Linked DNA regions of Mus musculus: all the other regions are linked to region 1. Evidence: chromatin contacts called from public HiChIP or PLAC-seq and Micro-C data. All regions are on one chromosome and are shown on one strand. Each heading gives the region's core, a stretch centred on a gene start, on an enhancer-like site or on the middle of the called end of the contact. The rest is flanking DNA. Distances are from core to core; before and after follow the strand shown.

What was found. Hi-C and Micro-C count contacts between places; a contact is called where the count stands out from the background. HiChIP or PLAC-seq counts read pairs in DNA pulled down with a chosen protein or histone mark.
Region 2: an HNF4G HiChIP or PLAC-seq map of pancreatic cancer cells shows a contact between it and region 1. The contact joins two enhancer-like sites.
Region 3: a contact with region 1 is called in a FOXA1 HiChIP or PLAC-seq map of pancreatic cancer cells. The contact joins two enhancer-like sites.
Region 4: a Micro-C map of the G1E-ER4 cell line shows a contact between it and region 1, with 5 times the contacts expected there. The contact joins two enhancer-like sites. A contact is called at or near these places in 2 of 484 Hi-C or Micro-C datasets (both in the G1E-ER4 cell line) and 1 of 115 datasets of contacts at active chromatin or transcription factors (large pre-B cells).

What each region holds. Positions count from the first base shown.
Region 1 is chr4:149,443,868-149,447,004 of GRCm38.p6, forward strand. No RefSeq gene overlaps it. Among named protein-coding and RNA genes, the nearest start is that of Rbp7, 9.5 kb to the right of the region's middle. Within about 2 kb of position 1,569, at least 258 of the 459 cell types and tissues checked have an H3K27ac peak or open chromatin away from gene starts, as enhancers often do. A contact at or near this core is called in the G1E-ER4 cell line and pancreatic cancer cells, where this site is marked.
Region 2 is chr4:149,978,485-149,981,425 of GRCm38.p6, forward strand. H6pd (hexose-6-phosphate dehydrogenase (glucose 1-dehydrogenase)) reads right to left here. Exons shown (of 5, transcript NM_001291004.1): 5 at 990-2,941. Among named protein-coding and RNA genes, the nearest start is that of H6pd, 23 kb to the right of the region's middle. Within about 2 kb of position 1,412, at least 206 of the 459 cell types and tissues checked have an H3K27ac peak or open chromatin away from gene starts, as enhancers often do. A contact at or near this core is called in pancreatic cancer cells, where this site is marked.
Region 3 is chr4:149,995,269-149,998,094 of GRCm38.p6, forward strand. H6pd (hexose-6-phosphate dehydrogenase (glucose 1-dehydrogenase)) reads right to left here. Exons shown (of 5, transcript NM_001291004.1): 2 at 477-1,113. The coding sequence starts at 1,094. Among named protein-coding and RNA genes, the nearest start is that of H6pd, 6.6 kb to the right of the region's middle. Within about 2 kb of position 1,318, at least 31 of the 459 cell types and tissues checked have an H3K27ac peak or open chromatin away from gene starts, as enhancers often do. A contact at or near this core is called in pancreatic cancer cells, where this site is marked.
Region 4 is chr4:150,047,597-150,050,423 of GRCm38.p6, forward strand. Gm13067 (a long non-coding RNA gene) reads left to right here. Exons shown (of 7, transcript XR_390962.2): 6 at 83-1,669. Among named protein-coding and RNA genes, the nearest start is that of Mir34a, 19 kb to the right of the region's middle. Within about 2 kb of position 1,290, at least 185 of the 459 cell types and tissues checked have an H3K27ac peak or open chromatin away from gene starts, as enhancers often do. A contact at or near this core is called in the G1E-ER4 cell line, where this site is marked.

The sequences.
Region 1 (3,137 bases), core at 319-2,818:
ATGTAAGTACACTGTAGCTGTCTTCAGACACTCCAGAAGATCTCATTGTGAGCCACCATGTGGTTGCTGGGATTTGAACTCCGGACCTTCAGAAGAGCAGTCTGGTGCTCTTACCCACTGAGCCATCTCACCAGCCCTGGTTTGGTGCACTCTTGAGACAGGTCTTGTGTAACCTAGACTGACCTTGAGTTCCTTGCATAGACCTTGAGTCCTGTACTTCCTGGCTCACTATGTTGGGTTTTACATAAGTCTCTCCATACCTGGCAGTATAAATGTTCTTATTTATTTATTTCCTTATTTGGGGACAGTGTCTCTCTGTGTAGTCCTGGCTGTCCTGGAACTCTCTCTATAGACCAGGTTGGCCTCAAACTCACAGAAATCCACCTATCTCTGCCTCCCGAGTGCTGGGACTAAAGGCATGCGCCACTACACCCAACATTATGAATTTTCTTAATGTTCCCCATTTGGATTGTTCAAAGTGTCCAACATGGTCGATTTTATGTGGGTTTTTTTTTTTTTTTTTTTTTTTTGCTGTCTTCACTGCTCACCTGAACCCAGGGTCTCTGCATGCTAGCCAAGTGTGCTCCCATGGAGACAGCACATTTCCACTTTGGCAATACATCTCTAAGGCTTTATGCCACCCTATGTGTATTTCATTTGCACTTATTTATTTATTATTTGTGTGCACGTGTTAACACAGGTGTGGAGATCAGAGATGACCTTTGGGTCCTCTTTACAGGACTCTGTTCTCTCCTCCTATCACATGGATTCCAGATATCACAAACACAAGGCTTAGTGACAGGTGCCTTTGTGTGCTGTGTCATCTCCCTGACCCTGATATATGTATTTTTACCACAACTAAAAGAGAAAAAAAAAAAGCTGGGTGTGGTGGCCCATATATTTAATACCAGCAGTAGGGAGGCAGAGGCCAGTGGATCTCTATGAGTTACAGGAGAGGTCAGCCTGGTCTACATATTGAGTTCCAGGCCACAGCCACAAAGTGAGACCTTGTCTCCAACCCCCCTTAATCCCAGAAAGGATTTGTGTATGTGTGTGTATATATATGTGTGTGTGTGTGTACTAAGGCTAATTTTTAAACATTGTTTTTGTTTGCTTGCTTTTATTTAGTTTTTTTTTTTTAAGGCAAGATTTTCTCTATTCCTACTGGGTAGGAATAAGTAAAAATTAATTAAAACCAAGGACCAAGCGTCTTCTCGGCTTCCTCTCGGGTGTCCCCGTGTAGAACTGCAGGTCACCTCCCTAACCACAGACTTCCCATTGTTCTCCGGCTCCACAGCTCTCCTGCTCCCCTCGAGTCCAGGCTGAGGAGCTGGAATTCTTGATCCTCCCAGGAAAGCTGGCTCGGTTCAGATAACTTGCTGAAGCGGCGTCGCGAAAAGCCTCTTCTTTTATCCCTTAAAATCCGCCCTTTCTCCGTGTCATTACACCTTTGCACAGACAGCTCAGCCTGTGCTTTGGGGAAGGACCGAGCCTCCTCCGCGCCCCGCGGCTCTCCGCAGTCCTCATCCGACACGTGGCAGCCCTTCTCAGCTCTGCACAGCGAGGTCCTGCAGCCTCCCCCTGGTGGACGCTTCGAGTTGAAACTCAAAGTGGCCATTCGTTCCAGTCTGCGCCCCGTCAGGCCCGCCAGCTGGCGCCAGCCTGCAGAGAAGCAGCGGGAGCCATGGGAGGGAAGTTGCATCCAGCGCGCCTGGTGCAGCTGTCACGTCATTGCCTCCACGGAAGTCCTTCCTTTGGCTCCTCAAAGTGTTCGGTTATTTCCGGCATAAACTGTGGGGCTTAGGCCTCAGACTCTTGAATCCTAGTTTGTCTGATGTTCCCCTAAATCTTTACTGAGTCCACTGAGGCAGGATAGAAAGAAAAACCATCCTGATGTGGGAGATAAAAGGAGTCCCTAGTTGAAACCTCATCTTCTAGAGCCGCAGCACAATTAGCATTTGCTGTGAAGGTGGCCAACATAAGGTTATATATATTTTTTTTCCACAAAAAAATGTTAAAATATCAATGAATTGGGCTTAAAGCCTAAGGGTTACACTGTTTCTATGTTGGCCACCTGGCAAGGAATGTTAATTGTGTTTAGACTCCTGATGCTGTGATTTCAACCGGGATTCAGAATGCTGTCCCCACATCTGGGTGGTCCCACGCTTGAAAACCACGCTTGGCTCCCCGCCATCCCTCGATCTATTTATTCCATGGCTGAGCAGCCCCGCCCCTTCGCGGAGCTGCAGCCTCACTTCCGGCTTCCAACACATTGCTCTCTCCCAGTGGGCTTCCTCCTCCTTCAGCTGCTGGAGGCCGAATAGGTCATCTTACCACAGTCCTCACCTTGCATCCTGCTTGCCTTTCTCTCTAGTTATCTTGAACTGCGGATTCTTCATCTAAAATGGTTGTTTCTGCTCCAGACGGAGTTCTTAAGTGTTAAGGGGACTTGCCCTAGGGCTTTCTACCTGGACCTTCTTATCTGCATCTCCAAGAGTCTCCCCCACCAACAGTTCTACCTCCTCTCTGATCACGCAGATTCCCTAAGGCCTAGATTCCTTTTACTGTTGTGGAAAAATACCCTGAGGATAGCAAGGTAAAGGAGGAAGGCTTCATGCTGACTCACAGTCCCAGGTTACAGCCCTTCAAAGCCTGGAGTCTCCCAGCAGGGACTTAAGGACCTTTTGTTCAGTCCAGGCAATGGTGTCTCCCAGTTAAGGGCCCTCTGGTCTCCTCTCCTCAATTAACTAAATCTAGATAATCCCTCAGAGGCATGCCCAGAGCTTGTCTTGGGCTAGTCTAGCTCCTGTTAAATTGATACCCAACCTACATACATTCTTAGTGTGACCTTCCTTACTGTGCACTCACTGATAAGTGGATATTACCCCAGAAACTTAGAATACCCCAGATACAATTTGCAAAACACAAGAAAATCAAGAAGAATGAAGACCAAAGTGTGGATACTTCATTCCTCCTTAGAATAGGGAACAAAACACCTATGGAAGGAGTTACAGAGACAAAGTTTGGAGCTAAGACGAAAGGATAGACCATCCAGAGACTACCCCACCCCGGGAGTCCATTCCATAATCAGTCACCAAACCCAGACACTATTGCATATGCCAGCAAGATTTTGTTGA
Region 2 (2,941 bases), core at 162-2,661, 530 kb after region 1:
CAAAAGTGAGAAGAGAGTATTTTCTCCAGAGCAATAGTAAGCCGGAAATTGGGGCTGGAGAGCTGGCTCTGTGGTTAAGAGCACTGGCTGCTCTTCCAGAGGACCTGGGTTCAATTCCCAGCACCCACATGGCAGCTCACAACTGTCTGTAACTCCAGTTCCAGGGCATCTGATACCCTCACACAGACACATAGGCAGGCAAACATGCACATAAAAATTTTAAAATCATTTAAAAAAAAAAAGAAGAAGAAGCAAGAAATTAACAAGATGGGACTACTTAAAGTGCAGTTACCAGGAACATTTGCCTGGAATTAGAAATCAGGATCTAGCCTGGAGATGCTAACTGGCATGTCGCCCCAAGGAGGACAACTTCTGCCATTTGTATGCCCCTGTGTCCTTCCCATAGTGGACTCACAGGCCTACCCAAGGAACCTGACTCAGCCATGTGAGCCCTTCATGGGTCCCCTGGAAAGGAACAGGCCCCACAGGGTGCTGGCATGGCTTCTAGAATCTAACATACAGTTTCTGGACAACACTGGACATTTTCCCAGTTTCAAATCTTCAGTCACTAAGGCCCTGCCACGTGGCACACTGGGCTATTGGCAGGACAAGGTGTGCCTGTGCATAGCATTTAGCATCTGCCCATCAGTGGGGAGACCACAGAGCCACCAGGCAAGGTGCAGACTTTTGCTTCCATTGTTTCAACAGGGAGTGAGCAGGGTGCAGTTAGAAGATCCCAGGCGGGGTCAGAGCCAGCCCAGGGTTACGGCCTGCAGGCCAGTGCTAAGCCACAGCTACAGGGACCCTAAGGGAGCCAGAAGTGAATCCAGGGAGGGAAGGCTGTGTCCCAGACACAGTGACCACATGTCCCTCTTCCCTTCCCCAGGAACCTGGACACCTTGTCCTGTCTTCCCAGCCTCAGATCCCCACTTCCAGACAGGCAGGAGGCTGGCAAAGGCTGTATTCGTCACACTGTTTATCAACTCAATGTTAAGTGGTTTGCAAGCAACAATTTTTTAATGAAAATTTTTAAAAAAATAGAGGGTATCCCAGGTCTTAAGGCTGAGAGCTCCTTCCTGAGACAGATTCGTACACAGATGTGACTGATTGGTAAAGCCCTGCTGGCTGTGGATGATGGTTCAGAAAGTCTGAAGAGCAGCATCTTCCGTGGTCCTGGCTCTGAACATCACTCCTTCCTAACCCGGGGCAGAAAGGGAAAGGGCACACACAGGTGCATGCCAGAGAACACAGACAATGTCCCCCACCAACCTTTCCAATGAAATTTTATTTGTGCTTGCTTCCGGAAAGGAGATCTTTGGTATTTCCCCCACACTGGCCTCCCCTGTGCAGAGACTCCCCACAGACAGAGGCGAGTCATTCATCTGGATAAGAACGGGACATTCTAGGCTCAGGCTGGGCAGTGACTCACCGTTATTCAGAATGGTGACACAGAGCCTGGGCACCCTCTCTCCTGAGGCATGCAAGGCCCCTTGCTCTCTGATGTTGCAACTGCAGAAGGCCGAGTCCCTAAGAACTGATGAAAACGCACTGGGCTAAGACGCCTGAGAGGCAGTGAGCAAGAAAAGCGAAGAAAAGACGTTTGGCACTAAAACCCGCCTCCTGGGTGGAATGTGAGTGGTGGCACGTGGGCTCCCCCACATGGCTAAAGGTGGAACTTCACCTGCGACTACCTGCATCCAAGCCTGAGCAAAGCAGGCCAGGAAAGGACCCCAGGGCGTTCCTCTTTTCTGCCAAGGAATAGAGGTGTTCTGTCAGTCTGGGTCACTGGAGGTCAGAGTAAGCAGAATTTCAACAAGAGTGCCTTTCATACAGAGCCCTCAGCTCAGGCTACACTCTATGCACACATCTCTAGTGAAAGCAAGAATTCTTTTCCATGTGCTGTCTGGGAGAAAGTACAATCAAATAAAAGGAGAGAAACAGATTTCCTGACGCTCCTCATCACAGGAAACCTCTCTATGGGAAAATTCTGAAAGACACGGAGACTCTGTGACTGACACATAGGTAACTGTGAGGACGGGCCATCCTAACCCTTCTGGGCCTTCCCTTGTTCACATGACTCAGCAGGAGGCCTAAATGAAAACTGTATGTGCCCTGAAATGTTTATGTTGTTGGCCCTGGAGGGGACTGAAGTTAGGAGCTGCCTGTAGTGTTCCCAGTGGTACCAGGTTCGTCAGTAAGAATGGTGGAGATGCCCGGCAGAGGAGGGGCTGCTGCCAGACTTGAAGCCAGAGAGAGGTAGTGTGAGGAGGGCTAGCTGCAGTCTGCCCTGATGCTGGCAATTGGCCACATAAGCCCTAGAAAGAGGCTGTGATCTGGAGTCACCCCCGACCCAGGAGCAGACAGAGCCCTCCCGTCTAGATAGATCAGAGATGCCCGACAGCCCAATGACAGCATAACAGTTCTTAGTGGGAAAGGGAGCCCCGGTCTCTAGATCTGGGGGAACTTCTGACGTGGCAGTGTCTGTGTCTGTAGAGAGGGAGAGGCTGAGGGGTAATGGGGAATACTGAGGACAGTGGGTGTCCTCCCAGAGTAGACAGAAGCTGCCCGGAGGAGCGCTGGATCTCAGCTAGGTGCACAGAGGGATGATGGGATACCAGAAGAGGCAAGGCGCCCGGTGCAGGCTCAGGATTGTGTCTACTCTGCTGGCCTGGCTCAGAGCAAGACATTCACCAGGAGTCTCTGCACCCTGCTCCCCATCAACACTGGCCCCTCTTTCCACAGAAACCAGTTTGAAGATCGCAGGCCAGTCTTGGCAGGCCACTTTGGTTCTTTAGCGTGGAGCCTTCGCCCAGTCTTACTGTGTGTTGTAGCTACTGGTGTGTAACTGCTGGAGGCCTTAGTCCCTCTCCTATCTGGGTTTTGAGGCCAGAGCTCTACCTTGTTTCCATGTGCAGGCACCGAAATTCCCGAGAACCAGTGG
Region 3 (2,826 bases), core at 68-2,567, 550 kb after region 1:
CTCCTGTTTCCCAGGCTTTGGTGAACACTGCTTTCCTTATTCAGTTCTAAGCTGTTATCAGCCTTTTGCCTCAAGACAGCATTCAAGATGAAAAAAAAATATTTTTATTTTAAAAAGGCAGACAGGTAAGGGATTTGAAAAGCTAATTCTAAGTCCCACAACATTCCCGAATGAAAGCCATAGCCACACATCAGAGTCCCTGGACCACTTCTGTGGAGAAGGCAGATCAACATGGAGGACTCAGAGTACATACCCTCTCACTGGGAAGCCCAGATGAGGATATAGAGACTGGTCCTGCCTGCTATTCCACCCATTTCCTCAACTTCTACCTTTCCGGTCTTCCTTCAGGAAGACCATGGAGGCCGAGGGTTCCTAACACTCTCCAGCTCAGTTTTCCATTCGGCAGTGAGTTCCTCGTGACTGAGCCATGGTACACCACCTAGCACAGCCATGCCAGGCTCCAAGCTGCAGCTCACCTGCTTGCCGAGGTAATGATCCACACGGTACATCTCCTCCTCCTGGAAAAAGCTCCCAAGTTCTGAAGCCAGCTGCTGGGCTGAGAGGTGGTCATGGCCAAAGGGTTTTTCAAAAACAACCCGTAGCCAGGCACCTGGGTGTGGTCGGCAGCTGCTGTTGATGTTACGGGCAATGTCTGCGTAGGCAAAGGGCGGCACACTGAAGTAGAAGATCCTGCCTGCCTCCCAGAGCCCATCCTGCTGGACCTGGGTCTCAATATCCTTGTTGAGGGTCTGATAGTCCTCCACTGTCTTCAGCTGGCGGTATTGGCTCAGCTGTAGAAACTGACCCTTGAGTTCATCACAGCGACTGGGTACCAAGTCCTTGGGACAGGAGAGGGATTCCAAGACCTTGTCCATGAGCTTCTGGCCTTGCTGGGGGGCTGTCAGGGCAGCACCGTGGAAGCTGAAACTGTGGCCCTTCCCAGCCTCATCCAGGTATAGCTGAAACAGTCCCTGCCACAGGTACTTTTTAGCTAGGTCCCCGGTTGCTCCCAGCAGGATTATGGAAACATGACCCTTGAGTTCCTGCGCCTGTAGGCAGCCCAGAAGGGCCAAGCACATTGCCGCTAGGAGCATCTTCCAAATGCCTGTGTGCCTGGGAAGAGCAGACAAGGAACAAGGAAGAATCAGACATGGGTCAGGAGGCTATGATGTAGAAGGAACATAGCTAGGACATCAAACATTTCCTGCCTGGCAAGAAACGGTCACTTGTTTCTCAGGAAAATGTTACAGTCCCACAGCAATCCCCTCCCTCCTGAGCAGTCTGTCTTCCGTGCCAAAAGTATGTCGGGAGCTTGCTCTGCAAACAGGAATTGTGCCTGGGAAAGTCCTAGGCCACTGAGTGGAACCAGCGCAGTCTGCCACTCTGAGCATTGGAGAATGGCATGAATCACCAGGGAGGTCCATGGTGATGAGAGAGCAGTCTTCACAACCACAGCCAGTCCCAGCCATGTGCACAGGCTAACAGGATGGCAGAAGAACCCTAGCCCAGGGACAGTCGCAGGTACCCTTCCAGCCAATGGCTGGAGTGTGAGAGGACACGGCCGTCTTCTCTCACACATGACTCAGCTTTTGTTCATGTCTGCTGGACATCATGCAAAAGTCACAACTAATAGTGACTCCGGGACAGCACCTAAGACCAGACTGTGGGGGCCAGCGAGATGGTTCAGTATGAAAGCACAGCTGTCCCAACCCAATGATCTAAGGATTCCTGGGACCCTGCAATTTGTCCTCTGACCTCCTCCCTGTATATGTGCATGCACATGCACACACATACATACACAGATTAACGTAATAGGAAAGGAATAGACTTTGGGGCTAGGATGTGGCTCAGCAGGAACCTGGTATTGGGACATGCACAAGGGTACTGGGACCCACTCCCAGAACAGTAAGAAAAAAAAAAAGCTGCGTGGTGCGCAACAGTAAACCTAGCATTTTGGAGGCTAAAGCAGAAGGACAGGCACACGTTCAAGGCCAGTCTGGCTACAGAGTGAATTTAAGGCCAGTAAGGATTACATAGCAAAGCCTTTTCTCAGAAAACAAACAACAGGGTCTGGGGAGATGGCTCAGTAGTTAAATCACTGGCTACTCTTGCAGAAGATCCGAGTTCTGGCCCCATCACCCACACAGTGGCTCACAACCATCTATAACTTCTGTTCCAGTGGCTCTGCCCTCCAAGGGAAAAATACATACAGGCAAAAAAAAATTCATAAAATTAAAAATAAATAAATCCCTTTAAAACAAGAAACAAGTCCAGTGTGGCAGGGCACGCCTTTGATCCCAGCATTCCAGAGGCAGAGACAGGCAGATCCTCGAGTTCGAGCCCAGTCTGGTCTACAGAGCAGGCGTTCCAGGACAGCCAGAAAGAAACACTATCTGAAATACCGCCTCCACAGAAACAACAAACAAACAAACAAACGAAAGACCATGTGGCCTTGTGCCTGAGTGTGAACCCCAGATCAGCTCCTTAATAACCGGACAATTATTTAACCTGGCCACACCCGTTTCTTATAAAATGGGTGCTGTCGTGGTACCTCCATCCCAGGCTTGTTCCAAGAATAAAATAACTTCACCTTTATATGATGCTTAGGGCAGTACCTGCTGCCTGTTAGCTCCTGTTTACAGAACAGCTGATAGCAGGGCGTAAAAATGATACTTCTATGTACCAATCACAAAACCAAACACCGTCTGATTTCACCTGAAGACCCACCCAAGCCAGTTTAACTGCAATCCCCTTCACACAGTCTGAGGTGCTGTGAAATGCAGCTTCCACAGTGACAGACAGAGTGACAAGCTGGGCCCTTGCTGC
Region 4 (2,827 bases), core at 40-2,539, 600 kb after region 1:
TTCCTTCTGCAAAACGGGGAGGTGAGGCCACTGCCCAAGGGTCCTTGCATGCTGGGCCAGTGTTTGCCTCTCTCTTCCTCAGAAGAACTCCCTTTCCCTTCCGTGTTGGAGGAATCGAGTCTCTCCCTCTTGATGCAGAGAATTTTGCTCTGGTGACCCAGGACCGCTTCAGTCTCACGGCTGTGCTTGGCGCTCACTCTCACGGGGACCCTGCTGAAGTGTGAATTCCAAGCGCGTGGAGGACTGGAGATGACGTGCACGGGTGTGAGTTTGCAGCTGATGAAGGGATTTCTGACATATAACTAACCACCCAGGACGGAGACATAGAGCCTGTGTCACAATGGAGCCGAGGGCAGTTTGTCTCTGGAGCATCCTGGCTGAGCCGGAGATCCATACTAGCAGGGGACATAATCATAGGTGGAGTCCCCTTTCCCACAGGGCAAGGTGGTCTTCAGGGCTGTGCACACCGAGCCTCTCTACTAACCCACAAGGGGGTCCTGTGCCGGCTGCCCTGGATAGAGAAGAAAGCGTGAGAAATGGGAGGCGCGTGCCTGGCTCGCTGCCCAGGCTCCTCCCTGCAGCTCTCTGCTCGGTACTTCAGTCTAAGTTTGTACAAAAGCCCTGCCCCACTCGAGGTCTCTTGCCCTGCGCTCCCGGCTCAAGAGCGCCATGCGCCCAGCAAGTCTCCCTCACTCCTGGGACCGGCTCACCGAGTTTTAAGACCTACGGAGCTGGGTCGACACAAAATCCCGCAGCGCCACAACTTGGAGACACGGTGAGTTGGAGAAAGGACACAGGGCCACGGCAGGGTGCTTGTTCCTGGCATGAAAACCTGGGGCTACGAGGGACACCCGAAACACTCTGAGGTGGCAATGGCTCAGAGAAGACGCTTCCATATTTAAGTGATCTGGACGTGGAACTTTTCTGACCTCTCCCTAGGGCGCTATCCTGCGGGCTGAGTAGCGTGTTGCGTGTCCCTGTGGTTTCTATTTGCTTGTTATAGGCCCACTCAGGTTTCGGTCTCATTGCGGAGAGGCGAGGGGGTACCCGGAAGAATCGCGATGGCCCGGGGTGCATGCATCAGCCTTAGGGTGGTGCGCCCTGAAACTAGGCAGCGAGCGAGACAAGGGACGCTGCGCAAACTCTGAGCTCTCGCTGGGGGAAGAGCGGACCCGGGCAGAGCAGAGGCGGAGGTGCGGGACCCAATGTCTGCAACCTGCGCGATAGGACCCCGGCCTGGCTGCTCGGTGCCCTTACGGTGTCCGGCCACCTCCCCCTACCCCTCCCTATTCCCCGCCTGGCCAACGCATAGACCAGCGTGACCCGGGCGTCCGCAGTGCTCGCTGGCACCGCCCTCACGCGCCCGGCCTTTCGCCCACCTTGACCCACTTTTTCTTCCCAGGTGACAGAGATGTGGCCATACCGACCATTTAAAGCGATTCCAACTCCGGCGAAGCCTGGCTGGAAAGACGCGGCTTCCATCCCGGCAGCCTGGAGGAGGATCGAGCAGGGGCTGTGCCTGGGCTTGCCTGGACTTGTTCAGAGAAGGGCTGCTCCCCTCGGTAACTGCACAGATTGGGGGCTTTGGGAGACGTTGCCAGAACCTGGAAGCCACGGCCGGGGGCTACTGGGGCCCGGGGTCTGCGCACCTGCTCGCCGTGGAGCCCAGGTAAACACTGAGCCGGTGTGCTTGTCTGTGGGAAAGTGTGCGAAGGAGTCGGGAACTAGGCCGAGTACTTGAGTGGTAATTACAGAGAACTGCTGGGTTGTGCAGCCCTGGGAAGGCGAAGAATTTCCAAGAAGTAACAAAATGTCCTTTGATATCATCATCTCTGGAGAGAAAGGGTTCCTTTGGGGGAGTTTTGCTTGGGCCGATTTTTTTCTTCTTTGATCTTTGTTGGGCGTGAAGAAGGCTCTGACGCCTTTGGGCTGTGCTCACCAATCTGGGAGTTGGGCTAAAGCTGACGACTCCCAGGTCCTCTTTCCCACCCATAAATGGGGGCACTGACCCTGCCACCCAGACTTGTACTGAGAAATTTATTAGGCAGGAAAAAAAAGTGCTTGGGTCACTAAAGCTGTGTTCTGAAAGTGTGTGTGTGTGTGTGTGTGTGTGTGTGTGTGTGTGTGTGTGTGACAATGTAGTGTGTAGCCCAAGCTAGTCTTGAGCTCAAGGCATTTCCCGCCTCAGCCTCCTGCACATAGATTCCTATTCTAACGTTGAAGCAGAGGGGTTTCCCCCGGGGTGGGTGAGAGTGCCCCTGCTGGCAGGGGCTCTGCCTAGCCTGAAAGCTTTATTGTACTCCGTGTAGCAGGGGCCAACCCAGGTCCGTCCGAGTCCCGTCCCGTCCCCCCCCCCCCCCCCCCAAGGCAGCTCAAGGACAAGTTTATTAGGATGTGAGAGAAAACAACGTGTCAGGCAAGCAGCACGTGTTGCCGAGGGCCCTGGGAAGAGGACACGGGAGAGAAGAAGAGAAAGCCATGCCTTTTGCAATGGAGGTGGGCAAGCAGCTGTGTGGCAGGGGTGGAAGATTTCAGAGAAAGAGTGCAAGAAGGCCCAGGGTGCCAGAAAGCAGGCTTGAGCCGCAGTCAGTAACCAAGAGAAAAGGTGACCAAGAAAGAGGAGGTGTGAGTTGGGACTCAGAAAGCAGAGCAGGCAGAGCCTGCAGGGCCATCCATGCTCAGAAGCCTTGTGAGATGGAGGAAGCTCGCTCGCTCTCTCTGGCTGCTTGGAGGGAGGTGTTTCCAGGAAGGACGAGGGCATCCTTTCATCAAGGGGATAATTATTTCTCTTTCTTCTTGGCCTGTCTTCAGGAGAATCCAGTTTCCT